Regions from separate parts of the Zea mays genome. Here region 1 is linked to region 2. Evidence: chromatin contacts called from public Hi-C data. All regions are on one chromosome and are shown on one strand. The core of a region is the stretch at or near the end of the contact, and the rest is flanking DNA. Distances in the headings are between cores, read along the strand shown. Region 1 holds the start of LOC103642112 (ABC transporter B family member 19-like). Region 2 holds the start of LOC100279996 (Beta-D-xylosidase 4).

Evidence for each region. A called contact is a pair of places that touch in the nucleus more often than the background predicts.
Region 1: a Hi-C map of endosperm shows a contact between it and region 2, with 2.1 times the contacts expected there. The contact joins the promoter of LOC103642112 here to the promoter of LOC100279996 in region 2. A contact is called at or near these places in 3 of 25 Hi-C or Micro-C datasets (endosperm, root tip and tassel).

What each region holds. Positions count from the first base shown.
Region 1 is chr10:147,095,027-147,100,601 of Zm-B73-REFERENCE-NAM-5.0, forward strand. LOC103642112 (ABC transporter B family member 19-like) reads right to left here and starts at 2,314. Exons shown (of 9, transcript NM_001322813.1): 1 at 1,777-2,314; 2 at 1,583-1,637; 3 at 777-1,153. The coding sequence starts at 2,067.
Region 2 is chr10:146,853,864-146,859,036 of Zm-B73-REFERENCE-NAM-5.0, forward strand. LOC100279996 (Beta-D-xylosidase 4) reads right to left here and starts at 3,763. Exons shown (of 7, transcript NM_001353463.1): 1 at 3,241-3,763; 2 at 1,615-1,899; 3 at 344-513; 4 at 132-229. The coding sequence starts at 3,675.

The DNA.
Region 1 (5,575 bases), core at 1,064-3,563, 240 kb after region 2:
ATATGGTTAAAAATGGTAGACTCGACTCCCAGACTCGTCTCTGGCACTACATATGTTTAACAAATTCACGTTGATCATATTTTACACCACAAAAGAATCAAAATTTATTATCCCAGCAGTGTTACATGATAAAATTATATTCAGTACTGCACCACAATTTACAGGCTACATAAGAAATATCACAATGGAAACTGCACATAATTAATATGCAAAATTTTCCTACAATCTACAGAAAATAACTAATAGGTCAATAGATAGATTGTCCTTCAGTTAGGCACAGCCTACCAAACCTAGTCACTTACATATATTAAATTAAACAGCCGTGAGCCCTTTTTACTACTTTCACCGAGTGACCAACCTAGTGCAAATAGGCCCCCTTGAAATAAATCCACAAGTAGAACATGGGGCGACAGCACCACCATACCAAAAGTTGAGGCAAACAAGTCGTGTGGAAAGCAGAAACCCACAAGGCATTTGCCCCACCAAGTTTGTCGAATGGCTCATAGGGTTCCCAAAGCATAAAAAGTCGAAAAAGAACAAACGGCATGTTGGTCAGTCGTCTTACAGCATAAAAAACAAGATTTTTTTGGCTCCTAATCAGCAGACAGCACCAACCCACCAGCCCAATTCCATCCCAAGTCCAAGCGCCCACTAAGAAATACATATGTTAATCGAACACGAATCCTAATCCTAATCCAAGAGAAATATATACATATACAATGGCACAAATCAACAGTATAGGTAAAGCAGCAGCCAGATTCAAGAGTTGCTGTTACCTGCTCGGCGACGACACCAGCATTGGTATAGGACTCCCGGCTTTTGGAAGTGAGCCCAGTGAGCGTGTACGCGTACAGGCCGCCGGCGAAGGCGATGGCCGGGATGACGGCCACACTGAGCAGCGCAAGCCGCCACGCCGAGACGAAGCCGACGACCAGCCCGGCCAGGAAGGTGGCGATGTAGTGCATGAAGTTCCCGACCTTCTCGCCGATGGCATCCTGCACGAGCAGCGTGTCGGTGGAGACGCCGAAGACGATGTCACCCGTGCGCGCGTCCGTGTCGAAGAACCCCACGTCCTGCCGCAGCACGGCGTCCAGGTACGCCTTCCGGAGCGCGATCACCTGGCGCTCCCCGGTGTACATCCAGCACGCGATCTCTGGGGAACGAAAGAATGCGGCTTCAGTCGGTGTGCAAGAATCGATAGCGTGGATGACTGCAACGCCATTGTGTACTGAAGCAGCAGGCCACGCCGCCGGCAGCCGGCCGGCATGGGCGCCGGCGAACTAGCTTGCCGGATTCGTCGACACGGGAACCAGACAAACATGGAAGTACGGAGTTATTGTTAACTTTTCCCCGTTTGGTGTGATGGTGACGGGACTTGTGTAACTGAGTGGGGTGGTCTTCGAGATGCCCCACCTGCACCTGCCATGCCTAGATCCTATTTCGCGAATAGGCCCCTGTTCTCTGTTACTACTACAGTATGCTTGAAAAGAGCCATGGTGCGTCGGCGAAGACAGGATGTGAAGGGTGGATCGTACGAAAGTCGAGGGGGCGGGGAATGGCGGAATGGATAGGGGGAGGTCACCTGCGTATGAAGAGACGCAGACCACCAGCCCCAGGTAGACGAAGTAGAGCGCATACTGCAAGTGAATAAGCACAGGTGAGAGTAAGAGTTGCGGTAACAAGCGGCGATCTTGGCGAAAGGAACCGTATCCGAGATAGGCAACAAAGTACAAACGAAAGTTGTTCGAGTGAGCGAAGAATGAAGAACGGACGGACCTTGGCGACCTCGTCGGTCATGGTGCGGAGGTCGGTCTGGTTCTTGCCGAAACCGTTGATGAGGTCGCCGAAGAGCAGGAAGAAGAACGGCATGGCGGCGCCGTGAGCCAGCGCGCCCAGGCTGCCCGCGGCCATGAGCATCAGGTCCCACTTGTCGGCGAACGAGAAAAGCTCGTGGAACGCCACGGCCTGGTCCCCCCTCTTCTTCCCCTCCCCCGCCGCATCGCCGCCTCCCCCTCCTCCGTTCGCCACCTTATCCGCCTTGCCGTCCGTCGCCGCCGACTCCGCCATCGCAATGCGCTCCCCCGCCTGACCCGGAGTCGGACCTCGACAGCGCGCTCTCACTCTCAGGCCGCAGCCGCCGCGCCCTGCGGCATCTGTGAAGATGTCGCCGCTTTTGCTTGCCTCCTGGCCTCCGGTAGGGCTGGCGGTCTGCAAAGTGAGGGAGAGGGAGAAATTCGGAAGCGCCCTCGGTATCTGTGACGTGCAGTGGAGGTTTTTGGTGGTGGTGGTGAGCTTTTGTGTTCGGCGCTGCGATGCTCAGAGAAGCTAGCGCGGAGTCGAGGCGACTGATAAAGAGGAAGGGCAGTGCAGTGCAGTGTGGGCGCGGGGTCAGGGAGAGCCACAGGCCAATTCCGCTCACTGGCGGTGAGCTTTACCGCTCGCTCCGCTCTTTCACCTGGATTGCTATTTGCAAACTTGGAAAAAGATTTCGTGGGTCTAAACTGCTATAAATTGGGCGGCTAAAGAATTGGCGCATGAAAAGTGCTTTAGTTTGTGCAAAATGTTTGCTAGCTAGTAGAGGCGGGCCAAGATTTTTTCTATGGCATAGGGCATGTACAAATAAAAAACTTTGGATTGGTTTCCAAATTACAAGAGATTGGATATGCATCTTTTATCTTTTCAATAATAAATTCAATTAAAAATAATATATATGAATAGTCATGTAGAGACGTGCTCTTCGTGAAGACCATGTCTATTATATTTTTTAATTAACCCTCTAGAGTTCACTTAAGAAACTCTATATCAAATTAAGTTGTACATGCCCTAGATCAAACATATTAAATTTTATTCTCTTCTTTCTATCTAATTTGTTTTATGTTGTATTAGTTAGACATTTATATATAGAGCCCTGGGCCATGGATCCGGATCCGGTGGCCCGGGTGTAGAGTAAATATAACACGTCGATAATTTATAGAAAACCAAACAATTATCTATATAAAATAGAATTGCAAGGTAACCAAATGATTTTAGAAGCAGACAAAGAACACAGAACACGGGAAAATACTAAGTTGCATCTTATCTTACTAATTAATTAAGTTGTCAAGATGCTTAGTTTGGCATAGTTTTAAAAGACATGCATTCATGTTATTGGTTCCGCTTACTAATCATAAGAACCATTTTGCCTAATATAATGTTTTAAATACATGTATGGATGAGGTTTAAAATCAGACACCCGCGGAAAAAGGACGAGTAGTTTAGGACAGTTTTAATGGAGTTTCATGAGACAGGTTCACGAGCATTAAACAAACTGATGTGATATAATATTGACGGACATGGATATGATAAAAGTTACAGGATGAAATAGGGGTTTTATGGAGATGAAACACGTCTAATAAACTATTCTAATATATATATGGTAATCTTAAAAACAGTGAGACGAACGAAACTTCCACTAAAACCAAACATAAAACTACCGTATAATTTTGTGATGAAGTTTGGACCTGCGATATCTCTCTTTTATTTGACGACAAACGAGGTAGCTCAACACTCTCGATTTGTCCGAGTTTTGGTAAGCATCAAGACCGAATGCAATGTTTAGTGTATATATCTGTGCAAGATTTCAAGCATCACCCAAAAGAAAATCATTTGAAAACAATGAAGAGAAAATTTGAGATACTTGAAGCATACATCAAACATTAGACGTCGATACCCCTTGATGTCACTTTGCATTACGTAAACCTTTTTTTACATAACCAGTGTGGTTGTGGTTGCTCTTAGAAATGGAATTGTGTCGTCGATAGAGATGGCAACGGGCACATTTTACCCGCGTGCCCGCGGGTAAAAACCCTATAGGATGCGGGTTTGGGTGTGAGTTTGTACCCGTGAGTACGGGTACGAGTTTGATTCTCAACCCGACGAGTTTTTTCTCGTGGGTATGAAAATGGTGTACCCGTGCCCGCAAACCCGCATACCCGCGTGTGTGTCTGTGTAGACTGTAGAGCACATGCATCTCAATTTAGTGTCACCCCAAAAGCTTTGAGCGAGCGGAGCCAATCAAATGATATAAAAGAAGACTACAGACGTCGGGGAACTCGTAGAACTCTTGGCTATGATCGGTACATGTTTTTACCAGTTTAATAAATATTTATTATGTGCTATCAGTTTAATAAATATTTATTATATGGTTGTGCCCGCGGGTGCCATAAACCCGCGGGTAGCGGGTTTGGGTAACATACGCTACCCATCGCGGGTAGCGGGTACGGGTTTAACATTAATCTCACAGGTACGGGTTTGTAATCTCTGTACCCGCGGGTTTTAAACCCGTTGCCATCCCTAGTCGTGGAAATACTTTAGGGAAAAAAATTCTGAGTCCTCTTTTATTATTGGCCAAGCCAGTATGTACCACTTCACCGGGTTGTACTAGCATGTATTCTGAATCGTCTAAGACTTTATTCGGGTAATTTAGTATTGGACTCAAACAAAATATGTTAACGTGTAGAATGGAGTGTAAATTAGTTTAAATTATATCTAAATTCATGTTAATATAAGTGGATTGACGTTAATAATAGAATACCCAAACTAGTATAAAAAAAGAAACGGACTGTCCAAGTTGATATTATAGTAAAAGGTCATCGACAGGTCGTACTCCTACTATAGTAAAAAAATGAAAGATTGTTTACCACAAGTAGAAATTGGCGGTAGGATTGATTGGTAAAGCGAAAACGGGCATGCGAGCCAGTGACAGTCTGACAGACGGGACACCTCGTTAATCGGCCAAGACGAGTAGGCTGAAGTTGACCAGTAGCCTCCGCCTGCGCAGCGCCGCGCAGTCGCGACTCACGAGCGAGCGGCGCCTTGGGTCGGTCACTGGCGGTGACGCCACCGCAGCCCGCCTTGGGGAGCAGTGAAGTAAATAGAATACTGTACGTAGAATATAAAGAGGAGAGAGGGGGAGATTTGGAGCCGAGAAGAGTGGGGAGGGGAGGGGAGGGGAGGGGACGAGTCGGGGCCAGCCGGTGGGACCAGGGCAGCCGCAGGCCGCAGAGCACAGGCAGGAGTCAGGGTCACTGGCTCCCGCTGCTGTGATTCCGGTCCACGGCGCTCCGCCCATGTGCCCTGGCCCTGGCCCTGGACCTGTGTCTCCCTGACTGACTCCGTTTGGCCTATGGCAACTTGGCGAGAGAAGCGAGGTCGACCGGGCTGGCGCGAACGGCCGGCATGGCAGGCGGGCGGCGAAAAGGCAGCTGCCTGCTTTGCCTTACGCCTGCGGGGGTTTTCCATCCATTGGCGTATTAGTATACGTACCACATGCTCCGCGAGGTAGAGTAGAGATGCTCCGCTCGGTCGGTCGTTCCCTGGAGCGTCAGATCAGATCGTCGGCTACCGTGCTCCGCAGGTACACCCTACCGTTGTGCGCCCTCGTTGCACGGTGCTTGCTTGCTTGGGATCCCGCAACCGTGCGTGACTTCGGCCGACCGAATACGACGTGGCCACGGACCGACACGGGAAACCGGACCATGGCACGACGCGACGCGACGCGACGCGAGCTTGTGACGAGCGCCGAGCCGACACACCG
Region 2 (5,173 bases), core at 2,513-5,012:
TGAAGACGGGCGGATGATAATCTCGTCGAAATGGCGAGCTGTTCCCATTCGTAGGCTCGTAGCAGAGCATCGGCGTGAACGAATGAATGGACAGGCCAGCCGGGGCCGTTGGCGATCTTGTTGTTGCGTACCTGCTTTGATCGAGATGGCGGCTGCGTCCTCGGGGGTTTTGGTGTAGTGCTGGTTGTTGTACAGCACGTCGACGGAGTCGCAGTCTGACGAGATGTACCTGCAGAGATAGAGATGTCTTGTGAAACATGAGATATATAGACGCCGCGCGCTGCAGGAGCAGGAGTCGTTATGTCGGCGGAAATTGCATTGGGAATGGATGGATATAACCCACCCGTTGAGCTTCCAGTCCCCTCTGATGACTCCGGACAGGAGGTCCTTGTCGGCGCAGGTGGGCTTCCCGTTGACCTGGTTGTAGGAGCACATGACGCTGGCCACGTTGCCGTCCACCACGCAGCTCTTGAACGGGGGCTGGAACGTGTCGTCCAGGTCCTGCTGCGACACCTGATGAATGAACCCCCCACACCACAGAGCCGCGAACACATCAGAACGCTGAAACTGGCTGCGCTCACCATCTCGCAAGGGGTGTTCAGACTTCAGAGACAGTAACAGCGGCCATGCATGGAGTGATGATGACCAACTATAATACTGCTAGGAAGCACACGGTTAGGTTGCTACTATTCCCAGATCCGATCCTGGCAGATACTACTAGATATAATATTGGTACGGTTTACGACAGTGCTCTATCCTCCAAAGGTGAAAAATGGCGCGCCCAGAGCAGCAGCGCCGAGCGCTGCCTTCCAGTACCACCGAGCCGCGCAATGCAGGTTTTTTTTAAGGGCTCGGCCAGTCTGAAACAAGGACCGGAATCTGATGGAATTAACAACTGCTAAACAAGACAAAAATCCGTGGTGGTCGATGATCAGTGGTGATGAGTGACGCATGTTGACGGCTCTGTTTGTAAGCTGTATTGTATCTATACTATAGTATACTAGATGTGCGCATTGGGACATTCCCTAATCAATCATTGTTCTTTCTTAATAAGGTGGAGGGGGGATTAAAGCCCGCGCCCAAGAGAGAGAGAGAGAGAATGAAGGAAGCAAGGAACGCTGCCATGCAAGGAGCACTAGATGTTGACGGCAAAAAGGTGTCTCATCAGCGCAGCTAGGCAAGCCACGGAACGGAATGGGAGAAGCAGTGTCCGTATACGGCGAACATGGGCTGCTGCAACTACGTGTAAAACGGAGCAGTGCATGCTGTGCTGCTACTGTCGGTGTGAAGGAACTTTTGGTCCGATCTACGGCATCACATCACTAAAAGGTCCATCGGGGACGGAGGTCCATACTCCATACATGTAAGCAGAACGGGCATGGATGGATCAGGACAGGCTGGTGGCTGCCACATGGGTCAATCACTCATCCGTCCGTCCCCAGCAAGCTGACCCTGACGCGCTTTTCTGTGCTGCAGCAGGTGCAGGTGCAGGTGCAGCCGCCGTGCCGCGCTGCGCAGTGTGCACGGCAGCAAGGCAGGGAGCCAGGGACGACACATTGATACTTGCACGGGCCTAGCAAAAGCATGGTAGCAGGCGGCTTTATTTTGGCTTACCACGGCGTCGAAGGTGTAGCGCTCGACGCCCTTCCAGTTGTCGACGTCGTAGGCGGTGTAGTGCTTGCAGCATGCGGCGACCTTGAGGGCGCCGGCGCCGGACACCGCGCCCTGCAGCCCGGTGACGTAGCCGACGGCGTACTTGCTGGTGAGCAGCGGGTCCTCGCCGGGGGTCTCCTGCCCGCGGCCCCACCGCGGGTCGCGGAAGATGTTGATGTTGGGGCTCCAGAACGTGAGCCCCGCCAGCCCCACGTTGTGCATCGCCCGCGCCTCGTTCGACACCACCTGCCAGCCAGCCAGTTCATGTTATGTTATGCTCATCAGGTTTCGGTACGCACGATGCACGTATTTGCGGGTGACGGATGCAGACCGATATTTCCAATGTGTGGCCCTTGTCTGCTTGCGCTGCTGCACAAGTGCCCGTGCCCCGTGACCCTGAGGCCATGGTGCCGTACCCATGTCCTGCCGTAAATCTTCAACGGCCACCGGAGCCGGACAGAGGACAGAGATCAGTCGCGGTCGCGTTGCACCTTGGGGCAGTTGGATTGGGTCACCAACGCCGCAGTACTTACTGACATAATTACGTTCGGGCACACCCTCTAATCAGTCAGTCCTTGCCACGGCCCACGCGGTACCTTTGCCTTTTGCTTAAGGGTGAGGAACCCCAATGATGCTTCTTGACGCGTGACATGTGAACATATAAATAAACTAGAGCATATACTGTAGACAAAGGACGCCAGTGCTCCTATGCGCAAAATACATCCAATCCATCCGTTAATATCCAACGGTATACCGGTTTTTTTAAATAAACAGCACTAACGTGAAGAGCGTGGGAGGACTTATTTACAAAAATGTCATAACACATTAACACCATTGGATACAGAACGGATGGTTTGAATGCATTTTGAGCATGAGAGCACCCTTGTCCTTTGCCTACAGGATATGCTCTCTAAATAAACAAACCTAAGACTCAGCGCTAGCAATCTTTTTTTTTTTTACTCCTTTTCCCATTTTTTTTCAAGATCGAGGTCCTCTTTTTGTGCTCGACTCGACCGGGCCGTCGCGTCGCCACTGTTTTGCCGTTTCGATCAGACGATGCAATGTAAATGCGGGTTACTTCACTACGATAACCGTACTACGGAGCATACATGGCACATCCCCATCGGCGGCAGCAGCAGCAGCTGCAGCTGGTACGAGACTGCGTCGCCGATCGATGCCAGTGCGCGAGGCCGCCGCCCGCCGGCGAAAAGAATCCAAACGGGACGATAGCATAGCATAGCAGCACACGGTCCGGCACGGCGGCACACGCTTTTGCGGCTTTTTTTTCCCTGCCGCGCATCGCATGAAGGGAAAGTTGGGAGGGAAAAGCAAGGCACACCGAACCGAATCGCGATCGCCCCGTCTCGGCAGTCGGCGGCTCACACCAACCGGCACCGCCAAACCTCGCCGACGAATCAACCACCCCCGCACTCTCTCGTCTCCCCCCACCCCCACCAAGCGCGATCGATCGAGAATGAATGGCAATGCAGTGCTGGACCCGGTGCAAATTAATAAACGCTAGGGAACGGAACGGGACGGGGCAGAGGAGCAGCAGCAGCAGAAGGAAAAACAACGGCGTCCGCTCACCTCGCCGATGGCGCGGAAGAGCGTGGCGTTGAACGACGCCGCCGTGAGGATGGGCTGCGGGAAGCTGGTGGCCCCGGGCACCAGCGGCGAGAACCGGGTGCCGGGCCCCACGTAGGAGACGCCGTGCAGCGCCTCCGACCACCACTCGTACAGCGGGACGCCCAGCCGGGGCAGCGCCGCCTGCTTGTCCACCAGGAACCCCACCTTCTCCGCCAGCGTCAGCCGCGACACCAGGTCCGCCGCGCGCGCCGCCGCCGCCGCCGACCGGTTGCAGAACCCGTACGACGCCAGCGTCGCGTTCGACGCGTCGCACGCGAACGCCGGCGTCTGCGCGCGCGCCACATTGGGGCAGCAGAGCAGCAGCAGCAGCAGCAGCGCCGCCGCCGCCGCCACGGTGGCCGCCAGCGCGGCCGAGGCCGGGGACGACGCGGACATGGTATATAGCTAGGCAGCTACTAGCTCGCTGCACCTCCCCAAACCTCTCGAATGAGATTGATTCTTGGTCACCACCAGCACCACCCCGCTCCCGCTCGTAGCACAGGCGCTGGCAGCGGCATAAATAGAGTGCTCAGAGTGGCGCTCGCGGCACGGTGGTGCGTGGTGCGAGCTATTGCGATAGCTAGTGAGGTGAGGGACTGGGGGCGTCCCCGTGACCGTGAAGGGAGGGCCGACGTGGGAGGCGCCCTTATTTTTCTCGTCCTGCTCTGCTGTTTTTTCTTCACAAACAAATCGTTAAGTTCTCTTCTTTGCTAGCACTGTGCTCGCGCCTTGTACTCTACCGAGCCCGTGACGAGATTCTTGGAGCCATCCTTCGAGGCTTCCAGCTATCCTCCTCCCCTGACCGTCCCTCTCGATAAATGCATGAACTGTGCGTTTAATGGGTCCACTTCTCCAACAAAAAATACTTCAAAATAGTGCCTCAAAAATTAAAATACTATATAATATGTTTTGGACACTAAAAATAAATTAAACTCGAACAATCAATCAAGTCCTAAATCATGTATTTTAAGGAGTAAAGTTTATTATTCGAAAAGAAAGCGCTGAAAATTATATAGAAATAAGGATGAGACACTAATATGACGTATAATATATTTGTTTCATTTTACGATGTGTGCTATATTTTTAAATAAAAATTTGTAAAATAAGACATTGTTGGTTTTGTTTTTTATAAGTTGGGTCTTATATTTTAAGATAGGGCATTAATTTAGGACAATGTTAGAGATGCTCTAAGGCTAGTTTAGAAGCTCAAATCTCCCTAGGATTTGGATGGAATAGAGGTGGAAAAAACTAAGGGCCCGTTTGTTTTATTTGAATTGAATTTTATTCTAATAACCATAATTTAGACACGAACTAATTAAATTAATATATTTATATATGTAATATGTTTGTATATTATTCTAGATTATATGAGAGCTAGTTATACACTACACTGATGATATAGATAAGCAAGTAAAAGAGTGTGCTATAAGTTGTACAATAGAGAAGTAGCATGTAAATCTATACAATCAATTTATATCTTTAACCATATGAATTTGCGATATGCTTATATATAAACTTTGGAAAGTTGTGGAATGTCACATTCTAAAAAAATAGCTTACTCCATTAGTTAGATTCTAATTTCTAAAAATGAATGGAAACAAACGGGGCCTAAGAGGATTCGAGTTTTCAAACTATCTCTAACAGGTGCGGTTGCGTTACTAATCTAGGCTAAGGGGAGTCTAGGGATTGATTCTATTTAGAGTTTGTGTGGTTCTAGAGTCTAAAGTTTAGTATGTGTCATATTGAATGTTCTAATGTAAAACATGAGTATTGAATATAGTCTAATTACAAAATAATTATATAGATGAAGACTAAGTAATGATACAAATTTAGCAGGGGGGTGAACGGGCCTTTAGACCGAGGCCAATTTCATGCGAAGTTACAAATGTTATTC